2 separate regions of the Drosophila melanogaster genome follow, and region 1 is linked to region 2. A link is a contact called in public Hi-C data. All regions are on one chromosome and are shown on one strand. Each heading gives the region's core, a stretch centred on a gene start, on an enhancer-like site or on the middle of the called end of the contact. The rest is flanking DNA. Distances are from core to core; before and after follow the strand shown. Region 1 holds the start of DAAM (Dishevelled Associated Activator of Morphogenesis). Region 2 holds the start of CG32812.

The links. A called contact is a pair of places that touch in the nucleus more often than the background predicts.
Region 1: a Hi-C map of the S2 cell line shows a contact between it and region 2, with 3 times the contacts expected there. The contact joins the promoter of DAAM here to the promoter of CG32812 in region 2. A contact is called at or near these places in 54 of 107 Hi-C or Micro-C datasets (the D17-c3 cell line, the Kc167 cell line, the ML-DmBG3-c2 cell line and 14 more) and 2 of 6 datasets of contacts at active chromatin or transcription factors (both in the Kc167 cell line).

Annotation. Positions count from the first base shown.
Region 1 is chrX:1,320,486-1,325,283 of dm6, reverse strand. DAAM (Dishevelled Associated Activator of Morphogenesis) reads left to right here and starts at 2,922. Exons shown (of 12, transcript NM_166876.3): 1 at 2,922-3,084. It overlaps fs(1)N (female sterile (1) Nasrat), which reads right to left and starts at 2,771. Exons shown (of 7, transcript NM_130545.3): 1 at 2,570-2,771; 2 at 475-2,511; 3 at 287-416; 4 at 99-229; 5 at 1-40. The coding sequence starts at 2,710.
Region 2 is chrX:1,284,190-1,289,392 of dm6, reverse strand. CG32812 reads right to left here and starts at 2,103. Exons shown (of 2, transcript NM_130543.4): 1 at 1,459-2,103; 2 at 448-1,401. The coding sequence starts at 1,347. The coding sequence ends at 670.

The DNA.
Region 1 (4,798 bases), core at 1,673-4,172, 35 kb before region 2:
GTGCCTCCTCAAACTGCCTTCCCTGGGCGCTGCCATTGAGCTGCTTGGTGATAGGGACTTAGTAATGAGAGCCAGTGAATAGCTTTCTAAGTACAAACCTCCAATTCTTCAGAAACCTCCAAATGCGAGAAGGTTACCAATCCCGGCCATTCCTGGGAATCACTGAGAGTAATGACATCATGCGGGTATACGGCGTTGATGGTTCCCGTCGTGTCCACAGCATTTGCAGCTATTGACGATAAGGAATCTTAGAAGGAAGTTCCTCTTTTCCGTTTAAGATACTCACAAAGCGTTTGCGTAAACTCCTTTGGCGCCTGGACAACACTCGTCTCATTTCCCTGCGACCAGAGATAGTCTCCTGGAAAGCTTAGGTCGTTCAGAGAGTGCAAACTTAGTACATCTTCGAAAATGACCGGCTGTAGAATGACAAAGATTGACTTAGCAATTAAAAACTCTGCCGAAGGACCCACTTACTCCCTCTACATGTAACTGCGAAAGCTTAAGAGGCTGATGACGCCACACCAGATCTTGAAGCAGCTTGTCCCACTCCATTTCGTTAATAAAAATGCTGTCCAAATCCGTAGCCATCTTCAGAATTTTGTATGATTCTGCACCGTGGACTGGGACGAGCTCCAATTTCGGAGCTTCCAGAAGTTCCAATTGCTGAACATTGAGGGTTCCCAGATGCAAGTCAAGGGAGCCATTTCGGATATAGAACGTCTCATGGTTGAGCTTCTCCAAGTTAAGTTCCACAGAGTCAACGGCTTCTACTTCCAGTTGCTCGTAGTGAAAGTTGAACAGCGTCTCTGGCTGGCGTTTAGATCGCCTAGAACTCATTTCCCCGTCCAACAGAAGTATCTGCTGAAGCAGGGAGCTTACATCCACAACAGCATCCGCTCCCGTCCAGCGAGCTTCATTAACGAAAAGTTCCTCAACGGTTCCGCCCTCGCTTACAACCAGTGGAGTTGATAGCTCCTCGATGTACTGACTCTCCGACTTCTCTGCCAAGAGCTCTTCAGCCAGCTGGATTAGCTCTTCCTGTTCGTGCACCCAATCCTGCATGAACTGTCGGATCTCCAGCAGGTCCTGTGTCTCCGAATTCCTAGCCAGCAATTGAGTTTCCAGCACAAAAATGCCCGTAGGAGCTTCTTTCCTGGGCACCACAACCAGCGGCGGCTGATTCGTCGAGCGGCGGAGCAGGACAGCTCCTGAAATGCCAGCCTCACGATCCTGATCCAACATGCAGCCCGCCCCATAGGCAGTACCACAAGGAGGCGGCAAGCCCGCCTCAAACGCCTCACCGTTCCAAACCAAAACCTCCAGGACGAGCAGTGAATGTGTGTCAAAGACAACTCGATGCTGGACGAGCAGAAGTAGGTCGTCTCTGTAGCTGCGCACGGGGATTGGAAGGTAGTGGTCTACAAATCCAAAGTTCTGGCCAAGAATGGTGCGTGGCACAAGCTGACCCTGCACGTAGACCAGGATCTGCGGCATTATTCCACCCAGCGCAAGGTAGCTGCGTCCGCCCATTTGGAAGGCAGTGACGCCGGCCACCTCGGGGGCAGCAACTTGTTGGCGCAAGTGCAGCGGTTGCCCCTTCGAAGTGCAGGCGTATATCAGAACCTCGTCCCACTGACCCACTGCCAAGAGCAGTTCCCTCCCTGTATCGAGAATGGCCAGGTTGGAGATCGTCTCTGCCATTTGCACACGTTGTGCGATCCAGAACTCCTCCGCTTCCAAATCATAGACGTAGATATTAAGCGTGTGATTTGCTACGAGAGCGAGGTAATCTTGTCCCTCCATGTTGAATGCTCTAATCTTGGTCACATGCGAGCCAATCGTCCAGTGCCAGATGGGTTTTAGCCCAAGACTGGGCTCCAATCGCAGCCAGATAAGCTGATCCTGGGAAGCCATCACCAGCAAACCTTCCTGCATATGCACCCTTCTGTTCCAGCGATCTGTTCCCAGCATGGCGGTGATGGGAAAGGGGTGGACATAAGACTGCAACGGAGTGAATTCCTCTGAAAGAACCAGGAGGCCCTCCTGCTGCTGACCCACAAGGAAAACGCTTCCATTGGCCTGGAGGGTCAGCCAGCGATCCACATCCGTCGGCATGCTGTAGTTGAGCAACTCTTCAATGCGACCCAGGACGAGCATGTCGCGGGTGCGCCTCTTGGACAGCTCCAGGCGCTGTAGTTGTTCCAGGTCCACGGTCTGCGATGTCGAGTGCGACTCCACCACATTGGCTTCCTGTACAGTTGCTCCCAGCACCTCCTGACGGGACGTGGACACTTGAGCCGTGCTCTCCTTGCTGCTGCCTCTTGCTTTCAGCAGAGCTTCCAGCTGGAGGACCTCTTGGTTCTGTCCCTGGTGAGCCACCGCCTGCTGAATCTCCTGGCGAATGGCGGAGGCGCTGCTCAGCGAGCTATGGTCCACCACCACTTTGGAGGTCTTTCCAAGCGGCATTTGCCCCGCCTGCTGGGTCCACGTGGGTGCCACCACCACTCCTGGCTGGGATCGGCTATGAGTGTTGATTGAAAACGAAAACCAAGCTCACTAATTTACTCACTGGTGCTCCTCCATCGTCGTGTTCCAGAGCTTTTTCTAGTTCGCTTCGCAGCTTGGCCACCTCGGCCTTTTGGTCGGTCAGGGGCCGCGGTGGGGCACTGGCTATTAATGCTGGCCAGAGCAGCAGGTGCCAAATTAGCATTTTGCACACAGTTAATTGACAAAAAACCAAACACGTGAGGCAGATATGCGAAGAAAAAACTTTAAACCGTTTACCGTTTTAAAACGGGGCTGCCGGATCGCTAGAAAAATTAGTCGCGACACGCTCCGGAAAAGTGCTGCCAGAGCGGAGCAGTTCGGCTATCTGGTCACCTTGCCTTTATCATTTTCTGGTCTGGTTATCAACTTCCCTCATTTTCATTCGTGTTTTGAATTTGCTGCGACCGGACGCGTTTTCTGTGTGAAGGCGATTGCGCGGCGCGCGTTTTCGCATCTTAAAAACGGTCGAGTGCAACAAAACGGGGGAGTTGGCCCACAGCGATCGGCCGGTCGGAAATGGGCTTTTGCTGAAGAAAAGTGAGTCCTTGGGGTTAACGGTGAATGTGTTTTTTGTGCAAGTTGGTGGCTTCTATTTTTTTTTAAGTGCGCGGCGTTTTGCTTTTTGGGCGTGTGCCAAAATCATTGCTGCTTGAAAAAGGGAGCAAAAAGGAGTTGCTGGAGAACGTGAGAGTGGGACGGAGTGAGAGAGAGAGAAAGAGGCGCAGAGAGCCTGCAAGCAATTCCCGTTTTACCGGGGTTGCGATTAATGCAACTTTTGTGTTTATATTGTGCTGCGAATTTCCATTATCTGGGCGTCCGCTTTTCGGCCACTATTACCGTTATCTAGGCCCAGCTCCTGTTTACCGTTACTGTTTGTGAGTGTGAAAAATCAATAAAATTCCCTGTGCGTGCGCCCAAGTGTGCCTCTGTGTGTGTGTGTCCAGCAGCCGGCTGACGTTGCTCTCTCTCTTTCCATCACTTCCTCACTCTCACTTGCTTCCCTAGTAACTGTTCCTGCATCAACAACAACAACAAATATAACAACGCAGCTGCTATTAATTTTGTTGTCAAAAAACGAACAAATTGCGTGAGTTAGCTAAGCTCGCGTGTTTAATTAGTTTAAAGTAACGCTAATGAAACTCGGCTAGCTCGCTGTTATTGTCTTACCAAAACCGCTGCAAACAAACGAACGAGCGAACAAAAACAAAAACAGCAATTTTAATGGGCCGACGGTAAACACAGTGCGCGAATAAAAACAGAAACAAATTCGTAGAAGCTGTGGGTGAAGTAGAAGATGAGAACTAATTTCTAATTGCATGATTGACACTCGCACTCCTTCCACCCGCCCCCGCCCTTCCACCTATCTCACTGATGCATTAATCCAGTTTGTTTTGCTTTTCTTCTTCGTTCTGCTCGCACTCCTTCCTTCGCCCAATTTCGTGCACTTTTTGGGAATCAGGGAACTTTGGGGAGTGACTCACTCACGTTTCTTGCCGAGTGTCATAAGCGTGACTCACGGCCATGACCCCGTCCAAATGTGGCTGCCCTCCCACTCGCGCCTCCTTTAAGTGCGTCCTTGAGATACAAATCTCTCTCGAGTGGACACTTAACATGCGAGGAAGAGATGGAGAGAGCAAGAGAGAGGGAGGGTGAGAAGGGAGCGACTTGAATTCTTCCTTGGCGCCCATGCCGTCACTTTGGGGCGTGGCCAGTGCCCCCTGGCGATGAGCTCACCAGCAACAACAACAACAACAAAAACAACAAACGCGCATTTCCCCGGGCAGCGTGGATAAAAGCGATGATGCAGGGGGCGGAGGAGCAGGCGAGGTGCACGAACTTGACATTGAACTGCGCTCGGGATTATGATCCGCTCGGAGACTCCTCCTCGATTCGCGTTCTTTGGAATCCAGAACCCGGACATCAGATCACGATTTCGCGTCATCGTTCTCGCTTTTGGTGTTCAAATTCGGGATCGCACCCAAACTGTCTGGAATACTGGAATCAGTGCTCACATTTGAAAAACACATGAATAACTTATAAATGCTTTTTCAATTCCTAAGCATGAATTACTCACTCACTGGCTTCTTTTAACTCTAAATATTTGTTCTACATAATCTCTCACAAGCTTGCTGCATTTTGAATTCCACAAACCTTGTACCCACCATTATAGACAAGATCTTCAGGGCATTCCAGAATCCTTGTGGCCGAGTCCAATAAGAGATGCTGCCGCCAGCTGGCTTTCGGTGTGGAC
Region 2 (5,203 bases), core at 854-3,353:
GCGAAAAATGTTGCCAACTCGGAAATTTTGTCATAAATATGTGAATTGTCAGGTTCTTTATAACTAGGCGAACAGAAATTTCAGTAGGAAGAAAGCTGACTTGCCTGCTGACAACTGGAAAGGCGTGAAAAAACAGCTGTTTTTGTTTACTTCTAAGCTAAACTAACGGTATCTTCTCCATCGCTTCCTATTGGTCGAATAAGTTTACTGGAAAAACGTAAGGTGCAGCCATCTTGAAAAAGGATCAGCTGATTAGGAAGTGTTACCAGCTGGTACATGCTATGGATTCTGTTCGCCTGGTATTTAGAGAACGGTAATGGCAACATTTTCCATTCTGGCCACGATTTCTGTCTGCTGCCCAAAAGTATGCATTGTGCAGCCAGATGTATAAAAATGTCCCTCGCAGAAAAGTAGGCAACATCGAAAAGTACAAATGTGAAAGCACTTCGGTGGTTCATAATATTTTTACTTAACGCATACGATTTTGTGACCTAATTCCTTTGTAACTTAAATGTAAGGACTTAAATTATATTTGCTCAATTTGGACTACAATTTTCCTAGTACCCACACCGATAAAGGAGGATTCCCTGATTCCTATCTCACTGGATGGAAGTGAATGGTATATTGAAAACACAAACACAACATGTGAGTGTTTTGGCGTGTGGTGCTTTACGGGCCTGAGCCAACTGGCAGTACCATCTCGGCATCGGCCTCGTCATCGTCCTCCAGCCACTTGGCGATCGACAGCCGTCTGTCGACGTCCACACTAAACAGGCGCTTCTCGAACTCCCCATATGAGATATGGTCGCAGCAGAAGCCAAAGGCCTGATGCTCTAAAAGTTGCAACTCGGCCTCCACCTCAGGCAAACGGTTCTCGGAAAGCCCCTCCTGACGTTCCTGATCCTGTTGCTGACTCCAGGCCAGATTGACAATGCTGCGCATGATCTGGCGGAAGTCGGAGCGTGTGATGCAGCCGCTGCGCCTCGTGTCAAACATCTTGGACAGGAGTTGAAGCTTCTGAACACGCCCGTCGCGCCGCCTCACTGAACCGCGTCCAAACTGTGGCACCAAAATGGTGGAGCAAGTGTCCACGAACTGCTTGAAACCGATACGCGCGCTGGGGTCACGGCTGGGGAAGAAGCCGTCGATGATCTGGCGGTGAAGCGGGTTGAGGGATAGCTGCGGAATGCGCAGCAAGTCGGTGGGCGTCAAATAGCCGCGCTGGTGGCGATCCAGGCTGCGGAACCGCGTGTGCAGCTGCTCTAGCTGCTCTGCGGACAGCCCTGTGGCCTGCTGGTGGTCACACAGTTGGACGGGGTTGAGCTGACGACTTCCTACCGAGCCCATGCCGGTTTGGTTTCAATTACTCGATGAGTTTCCGTTTCGGGACTTACAAGTATTCTGAACGTTTTGAAGTTAAAAGACGTACTGCTAACAGCAAACACGAAGATAACTCACCTCAATCGGAATTCTGATCCCAGTGCTGTTTTAAACGAATCCGTGATATCTTGAAACTGCTTCTAATTGGTAAGGAGCATGCCATTGTGATGCAGGGAGTACATATGGAATCTGTATCCATGGCGGAGGTCCAGCGGGTGGCACTGCCGACATCTATTTGTGCGCCTGACCTTGGGGCAAAAGAAATCGGAATAGTGGAAAACAGCTCTCTTGGCATTATTTCTGTGTCATTTTCATTTGTTGACTTTTGCAAAATGCCGCATAAATCAAAACGGGCGCTGTCAAGGCCACAGGTTGCTGGCATACGAGTAGGAGAGGGGCAAGGGCGGTGGCCAGCTACTTCCGCGCCATCGTCGTCGTCGCCTCTGACGCACTATAACAAAAGTGCTATATCTTCCGACCCCTCCCCAACCGCCCACGTCACCTGATGCCCCGCTCCAGGGGCGACGGAGACGCCACAGTGCGTGCGCCTTGGCCAGCTGCCAGTTGACGAGACTCCGCCAACCCTCCCTGGTGTCCAACCAAACTAATTGGCCCGCTTTCGTTGCGTGCCTGTCCGCTGGCAAGGTTGGAGGGCAAGGTAAAGTGTTCGTTAAACGGACAAGGCAGGACTTTGACGGCTAACAAGCCTAGCAGACACTACTTCTCCAAATGCAAAAGTAATTTTCAACTTGCTTACTCCCAAATGCTTTAGAAGTCGATGTTTGTCGCATTGTTGACTGGATCGGCTGGATGACAAACGCCGTACCTTCGACACTCGCCACAACCAATGGAGACATGCTTAGTGGAGACTTGAAGAAGGAAGGGACTGTTCGTTCGAACGTAGCTGATATTTCGGACACGAACCACAACGTTTCAGCTGCAGGAGACCCAACGCCCATTTCGCATTCTACTCGTTAGTTGGAGCTTTGCGCGGTGGAACCAACGTAACCCACGCTGATTCAGATCGCATTCACAACCCCTGGGGCTTGATGACAAATAAATACAAATAGCTATGGCCATAGTTATAGCCATTGCAATTACCCCGACCTCTGCGGCTATGATTGAACATACAAATTACGAATATGCTTTGCATATAGAATCGCGCGATCCAACCGGAGCTAAAAATACGTACGAGTACAGAAAAACTGTTACATTTGACGACCGCCAATTCCACTTGCAGCTGAGTAATGCGCCGAAATGTGTATGAAAAGCGTTTTTCGTCTGAATGTTTTGAGGGAAAACAAAATCATATACGTGTATATGCGAGAGGAAAAAAAGAAATAATGAAAAATGCGCGGCCACATGCCGCCGGCTGTCCGCTGGCCCCATCCGCCGGATTCCTCTCCCCGAGGCACAGAGCAAAATCGACGAAATGCTCGGCGAGTGTCAAAAACGCGTCAAGATCAAAGCGGGCACGAAATTTCACCGCCCAGTTGCCAAATGCAATAATAAATTGGCCACACTAGCCAGCAAGAACAACAACATTAGCCAGTATCGAATACTCACAATACAATGGGGGTCGCAACTTTAGCTCCCCACAGTAGAAGTATGTAGATACATATGTATGTACTTCTTGTCCTAGTTGTGTTGTCCTCTTCCCAGTGTGGTTGGAGTCTTCACTGCAGCTTACGACGATCCGCGGGTTGGTGTCCCGACTAACCGCAATATCTCGTTTAACTTGCTCATCATTTTGGACGCTATAATTTCCACCCTGCCTGTCTGCAGAAGTGCTCTCCTTTCTTTGGCGCTCGAAATGCATAAAAAGTGTTTTGTTTGTTCAACATTTTGCGGCCCACTGCTGCCATATGTCCGAGGCCCGCTGTTCGCCATTCGAGTGAGTCAGGCTGAATTGGATGGATTGGATGGATTGAATTCGACTTGCTGTTGCCATAACCGCGGCATAATGAGACACATTTAATGCATTTAAATGAACTCGATTACCGAGCGGGGGTTGCAGTGCATGCCTGAAGGACGACGCTTTCCATATGGCGTCTCTGACAGCGCGACGTTGAGTTTCCAAGGATCTGGATGCACTGCCTCAAATGAAATGGATCGCATTCGCGTTGCCCTTGCAATACCACGGCAACATGGATTTCTTTTAATCCCAGCGGCCGAAGGCTCAATCTCCTGACACTCGCGATCGAAACAACTAATGGCCCAGGGGCTGGGCACCCTACCCCAGGTCCCAGAGGAGCAAGATAGATTACGTTGCCTCTTGCTCATGTTTATGCTCCACCACCCAAGCCTCCAAATCTGAGGGCGAAAACAGAAACAATAATAATACAATAATCAAAACATTTTAAGCGCCTCTCAAGGTTGTCCGCCGGCAAACAAGTCTCGCGGAGAGGGTTCAAATTATTTGGGGCTTTTGGGGGAAGTGCTAGTAAACCAGCAAATGCCCTACCGCAATAACAAATGACATGATAGAAGTGAAACAATAGCAACGAATAGAGACAGAGACCGCGGTCGAGGAAGGCGGGAGGTGGGTGGTGGGAGGTGGGGGCGGTAGCGCCACAAAAATAAGCAAATGACAGGCAACAAATTGTAGAGCGACGCTTTTTTACATTCGCTTTATTCTGTTTATGTTCTTCGCCCCCTCCGCTGCCCCGCTGCTACGCTGCTGCGTCGCTTTTGTTGCCTTTGAGTTGTTGCTGTTTGCGTTAGTTTTGATTAATTAATTTCCTGACTAATTCATCCACAATGCGCGACTCGCTGGAGCCGCAGCAATGTGCCCAAAAAAAAAAGGAGATAGATCTTTAGAGAGGGATGGAAATAGTAGAGTAATTGCGAATAATTGGAAATGATAGCGTTTTGCTTTTTGGGATGCGAAAATTCTTCACTTGAGCAGCGCACCGAACTGAAAGGAAAATGATAAATGCACCAGTGAACCTTTACGGACAGAAGGACGTATGGACAAACGGACATGATTATACCGAATAATCGGTAATGTCTCGTTCGTTTGCTCTACGAGTTTCTGGTTGAAATTATAATTTTCTGGACGAGGGCATTATAACTCGTTGCTGGACATTCGACCATATAGAAAATTTCGATTACGAGATACAAACTTCAGTCGCCAGCGGATGCTTAAGGATATTTCAGAAAGTTTTCGTCATCCATAATAAACGCACCGTTTGGAATGAGAAGCAATGCCTGGCCTTCATTGGACATGACAAATGTGCACATTTTAGTGGACTCGTGAGTTCGGTTAATGTCAGGCGATTGCGTTCAGGCGAATCATCGCTTTCGCTGCTCGGCAGATGCTTACGATCGTTAGTGCAGACTGATTGGCTGGATATTCAGCAGCTAAAAATAGTTGTCTTAGACAGGGGCTACGGCCACGGCAACCGCAGATGTAAATTTAATAGATAGACGACTTGGGCGAGCGCTTCTATAAATATTTGCCCAACTAACCCACCGACTCGAGCTGAGTATCATGGATTTATCGACGACGCACTGTCGTTGAGTCATGCGCAAATAACTTGGCTTATTAGAAATTCAAAGGCACCTCACCTCACCTTACCAGCGCTCCCTCATCCGGCACTCGCCTGTGTAGTAACATAAAACCACCGTCCAGCACTGCCATTCAAATGCAAATGAGCTTAATCAAAAGCAGAGCTGCCCGCCGTAGCGTCTGAGCGGCTTTTTGGACAGGCCCAAAGTGCCAGCCAGCTAGAGATGCCCACAGCGGTGCCAAAAACTCAGTGGGTTTTACGACTCACGGCCCGAATGGGAAAGCAAAAAGCATACAATTTCCAATCCATCA